Regions from separate parts of the Ovis aries genome. Here region 2 is linked to region 1. A link is a contact called in public Hi-C data. All regions are on one chromosome and are shown on one strand. Each heading gives the region's core, a stretch centred on a gene start, on an enhancer-like site or on the middle of the called end of the contact. The rest is flanking DNA. Distances are from core to core; before and after follow the strand shown. Region 1 overlaps CCNY (cyclin Y). Region 2 holds the start of CCNY (cyclin Y).

Region 1 (2,596 bases), core at 49-2,548:
AAAGTGTCTTACCAAGAAATGTTAATACTATCATCAAGTACAGCACAAAACTCACTTTCTTCCTACAGTGGAATTCCATGTTCTTCCTTATAAAAAAAGTCACCACCACCACTCCCGGTCTGAAACCTCCATCAGCTCAGCACACTCCCAAAATCGAGCATCAAAGGGTGTGCTGCAGAGTCCATAAAAATCACTGAGAAACAAGAAGCATGTACTCATCTCACCAGCAAAAGCCCATGCTTCAGGAGGCAACCTTGTGTGAGGCGCCAGAATTAAGACAGGAGTCCACAGCACCCATTTTTTTTCCTACCCCTGAGGTACAGTCAATTTGGGGACCATGGAAGATGCAGCCACTGTTAATTTAGAATCTCCTACTCTTCAATTTCACGAGGTGAAGATGTAAAGAAAAAGAGTACTCCTTTAAGGGCAAAATACATTTTAAAGGTGAGAGTTATCTGATGCTTTTGAAAATATGACCCGTGGATGAGCTTCAGGTGGGGTGCCTGTGGCAGCTGTGCATCTGGTTCTTTCAGGCTGTGTAAATTTTGAGCTCTTTGGAAAACGTTAGAACTGAGAACTATACTTCTAAAACATACTGCTACAGAAAAAGAATTTAAATTACACGCAGATGACATCTAACTGAATAGTAGGCAGATCAGGCGATTGTGGGCAATTTGACTAGTATATATCAATCTGGATCATTCTTGCTCAAAGCATGCTTAAAAAAAAAAAAAAAATCAAATCATCCAAACCAGTTTCGACTGGCCTGGTGCTATGCTGACAATCAAAAGTGTCATTTTCAGCAACCAAAACAATCAGTTCCTTAAGGATAATAACACTGCCCTGACTCAGCTGCCCACCCCCAGGGAAGCCCTTAGTACCCATGGTTTATGAACATGAAGGGAGCCTTAAAGCTCATCAGAGACCAAACGCCCTGTTTAACATTTACTTCTTATTTAATAAGGTTTCCCATGTAATAAGGGCTTCCCTTGTGGCTCAGCTGGTAAAGAATCTGCCTGCAATGTGGGAGACTTGGGTTTGATCCCTGGATTGGGAAGATCCCCTGGAGAAGGGAACGGCTATCTACTCCAGTATTCTGGCCTGGAGAATTCCATGGACTGTATAGTCCATGGGGTTGCAGAGAGTCGGACACGACTAAGCGACTTTCACTTTCACATGTGATAAAATTATGGAAATATGCAACAGCCTGAGAAACAGAAGTCAGTGTTATAAACAATCTCCCCTTTTGCTAATCATCACTCCCTGGGGCATACGGTTCCTAAAACTCCCGCCAGAGGGCACTGCACCATTGAATCACTATGACCCTCTGGAGCGCTGCTTTTACGAAGGGCATGTAGGTCAGGAGGAAATAATCAGAGTCAGGGAATTCAAAAGATAAGGCTTGATCTTGGCCAGTGTGTTTAGGCACACATTGTTCTGCGCCTGTGTAAGATAACACGCACAGTTGTGTCCAACTCTTTGCGATTCCATGGGCTGTATGTAGCCCTCCAGGCTCCTCTGTCCATGGAATTCTCCAGGCAAGAGTACTAGAGTAGGTTGCCATTCCCTTCTCCAGGGGATCTTTCCTTCCCAGGGATTGAACCTGGGTCTCCCGCATTGCAGGCAGAATCTTTACCAACTGAGCTACTAGGGAAGCCTTGTGTAAGATAAGGGCACCAAAAAAGCCTGTCAAGTTCAAGTTTCTTGACTGCAATTTTAACATGGCATTTTTCACGTCTATCAAATTAATCACAACAGTTTCATTAAGACAAGCCGGAGACATTAAAAACCATTTTGATCTCTTTTGTAGGTCAGGTAGCAATCACACTTAAGTCACAGACAAAAACTTGCAATCTAATAATAGATATTAACATGTGCGCCAAGTTTTTTAAAAAAATTCTTAAGAAATTTTCCCCACCAATGGAATCAGAAACCTTAACAGATATACTTAACACAAAAATTCAGTAATTAGTTGATATATTAAAGAATCTTTAGAGATACAAGAGAATTATTATTTAGGAATAATCACAACAGTGAAGCAAACGACAGCAATGACGGGCTTCTATTTGTGAGGTTTCCACTGTTTCCTCTGACACAAATTTCCTCAAGATGAAAATATGATAGGAACAGCCAAGAGTAAATGGTTTCCCTAAGAAAACATGAGCGCTAGAGTTAAAGAGAGAGTGATACACCAGGTCACAGAGTGGGCACTTCCTCATCCTCCTTTCAGGAGTAGAAGTACCCTTTGGGGTCACAGGGTTAACTGGAAACTAGCACCCCCAGGGGCCAGTCCTGCCTGGGGATCCCCATCTGTTAGTCTGAGCCCTCTATCACAAAGGGCTGGTGTGCCAACGGGGGATGCCAACTCAGCTTTCTGACTCTTTGTAACCCCATGGACTGTAGCCCACCAGGCTCCTCTGTCCATGGGATTCTCCAGGCAATAATACTGGAGTGGGTTGCCATTCCCTTCTCCAAGGGGTCTTCCTGACCCAGGGATGGAACTCGGGTCTCCTACAGTGCAGGCAGATTTGTTATCATCTGAGCCATCAGGGAAGCCCCCTTCAAACTATCTAGTAAGTCCTTGGCATTGTTATAA
Region 2 (2,596 bases), core at 69-2,568, 81 kb after region 1:
TGCATACTAGATGGAATGCGCCATTCTAAAAGTGACAAGAATGAATTATGACAGAGTTGTGCCAATTCATTCACACAAGAAATTTTTTTCAAATTAGTTCAACCACATCAACTGTGAAAAGAATCAGTGGTTTAAAGAAAAAGTCAAGATTTCATAAAAATATATTTCCAATTTCAAAATTCTTTAAGTTTAAAATTACATAAACTGTTTGATGCATAAACTACCCATCTATTAGATATTAAATCACATAAGCTTATTGATAAAACAGTACTAATAAAATACTGTAAGACCAATAAAATCAACAATCATTACTAGGAGCAGCGATCAGTCTTAACTTCCTTTACAAATCCTAGTCCAGAAGTCATTGAAATCACTCAGAAATTCACAGGACTGTAATTCAACCTCAAGCAAAAACAAGGGGACTTATTCCAAAGCTGTCTGCAAATCACTGCGATAATACTGTAAAGAAAAAAAAATGTTAAAGAATTCAGGTGACGTTATTTGACTGCAATCTCTCAACATTCCCCCACCCAAAATCCTTTCTGTTGTTGGTATTTTGCGAGGAGGGCTGTGGGGATTTTTTTTTTGTTTTGTTTTTTAAAGAAATGGGGTCAGGGCCAGCAAGTGGGCTCAATTCGCCAGTTTCTGGGGAGCCGACCCAGGCATTCAGTCCTCGGCCATGCCCAGGGTCCCCATCTCCTTCGCCTCTCGGGATACAGATAGGCTCACCCTTCCGCGCGCAACTCGACAGGCAGCTCCGCCGGACAGACAGCCGGAGCCCGGCCTGGACCCCGCCCCGGCCCGCTCTCCGGGGCGAAGACCCCGGTCCGCTCGCGGTAACCGGCCGAGAGCAACGGCCGCCGGGCGGGGCGCGGGGTGCGGGGCGAGCGCGCAGGCGGCGCGGGGCGTCGGAGGAATCAGAGGGACCCCCCGCCCGCCCGCCTCACCGTCGATGTTCTCCCGGTCGCTGATGTGCTGCAGGTTGCAGCCCGTGTCCTCGCGGCTCAGGTCGGCGTCGGGCCGGCAGGACTCCAGCCGCGAGTGGGCATTCCTGCGGAGCTTGGGGCTGGACGACACGCAGCACGAGGCGGTGTTCCCCATGGCTGGCGCCCCGGCCCCGGCGCGGCCCCGGGTCAGCAGCGGCGGCGGCGGCGCGGCCTCGCCATGGGCGGCCCGGCTCCCCTCGCCCGGCCCGGCGGCCTGTCCGCGGCGGAGGAGCGCCCGCGCCCGCGCGACTGCGGCCGCCCGGCCCGGCTCACCCCGCCGCCGCCATGGCGGGCGCCGCGCAACCTCCTCCGCTTCCCGATCGGCCCGGCTCTGCGCCGGCGGCCGCAAGCGGTTCCGGTTCAGGGGGCGCGGCCGTTAGGGATGCGGAGACGCGGGGGCGAAAGCAGGCGGCGGGGGCGAAAGCAGGCGGCGGGGACGCGAGCGGCCGTGGGCGACGGGAACACAGGCGGCGGGGAGGCGCGGCGCTGGGCCCGGGCGTGGGCGGCCTGGGGGACGCTGGGGCCCGGCCCCGCCCCCCGCGGCCTCCGCGCCCCGCCCACCTGCTGGCCCGGTCCCGCCCCCGCTCCCCGCCCACCCGCGGGCCGCCCCGCCCTCCGCGGCCTCGGCGCCCCGCCCACCCGGCCTCGCCCCACCCTCTGCCCTGGAAGCGGATACGGGGGGGGGGGGGGGGGTTGGCCTCCCGCGCGCGTGCGCGCCGGCGGTGCAGTGATGTCGCGAGGAACCGGCGCAGGGAAGAGAGGTGCGTGCGGCGCCTGGGCCGCTGGCAGCGGCGGACGGGAGTCGGGGTGGAGGGAGGGGATTTTTTTTTCTCCTCCTTTAAACTCTCAGAGGTTAGAGTTAGTGGGCAGGGTTGGGGCGCTCTCCCGTCCTGAGCCGCCCGTCGTCTGCCCAGAATGCACCTTGGGCCGGGGCGGCGCCGCTCTCCCCGCAGGTTTATCGTCAGGTGCCCCAGGCTCTCCTGTTCAGCCCACCACGCAGTCGGCTGTGGGTGCGAGAACTTTGCAGGGTGGTCCCCATCCTGCCACCCACCCACACACACATGGCAGCACTGCCCCCTCGCCTCTCGGAAGAACAAAATAAGGCAGCTGAAACAACCCTTCACCCCCTTTCCAAATGGCCTGGGAAGACATCCTGAGACCGGGGACAGAATGCTTTAGCGGGTGGAACCTGGCGTGACCCCATTCTCCATACGAGGAAACTGAGGCCCAGAAACACGACGTGTCGACGCAGGTGCTAACTGGTAACAAAAGGGAGCAAATACTCGGCATCCTCAATGTGTGTACAGCTTGCCAGAGGCACTGTAAACATGATATTGTCTAAATCTGGACGAGTTTACTCTTAAACTTGTGCTTCCCCTTCTGTCTTTTTGTTAGTCCGTATTTTAAAAGCTCCATGTCTGAAGTGTATTGTTGCCGTTTTTGGAATAAGTGGTGTGTGTCCTTGTTCTGACTTGCCCGGTTGTGCCGTCCCCAGCCCACCCGCGTCTCTAACGCGACTGTACTAACTGGGGATTGAAGGGCGGCCAAACATAAGACGATTTACACCCCCTCCCCTTTACCTGTGAGTTTGCAGCTGGTGTCGTCTCATC

What was found. A called contact is a pair of places that touch in the nucleus more often than the background predicts.
Region 2: a Hi-C map of hypothalamus shows a contact between it and region 1, with 5 times the contacts expected there. The contact joins the promoter of CCNY here to the enhancer-like site in region 1. A contact is called at or near these places in 12 of 16 Hi-C or Micro-C datasets (blood, hypothalamus, liver and 6 more).

Annotation. Positions count from the first base shown.
Region 1 is chr13:17,451,788-17,454,383 of ARS-UI_Ramb_v3.0, forward strand. The region is part of intron 3 of CCNY (cyclin Y); the gene reads right to left. Among named protein-coding and RNA genes, the nearest start is that of APBB1IP, 54 kb to the left of the region's middle. Within about 2 kb of position 1,299, at least 9 of the 54 cell types and tissues checked have an H3K27ac peak or open chromatin away from gene starts, as enhancers often do. A contact at or near this core is called in hypothalamus and liver, where this site is marked.
Region 2 is chr13:17,532,570-17,535,165 of ARS-UI_Ramb_v3.0, forward strand. CCNY (cyclin Y) reads right to left here and starts at 1,319. Exons shown (of 10, transcript XM_015099546.4): 1 at 948-1,319. The coding sequence starts at 1,101. LOC105613289 (endogenous retrovirus group V member 1 Env polyprotein-like) reads left to right here and starts at 1,685. Exons shown (of 2, transcript XR_009596031.1): 1 at 1,685-2,238.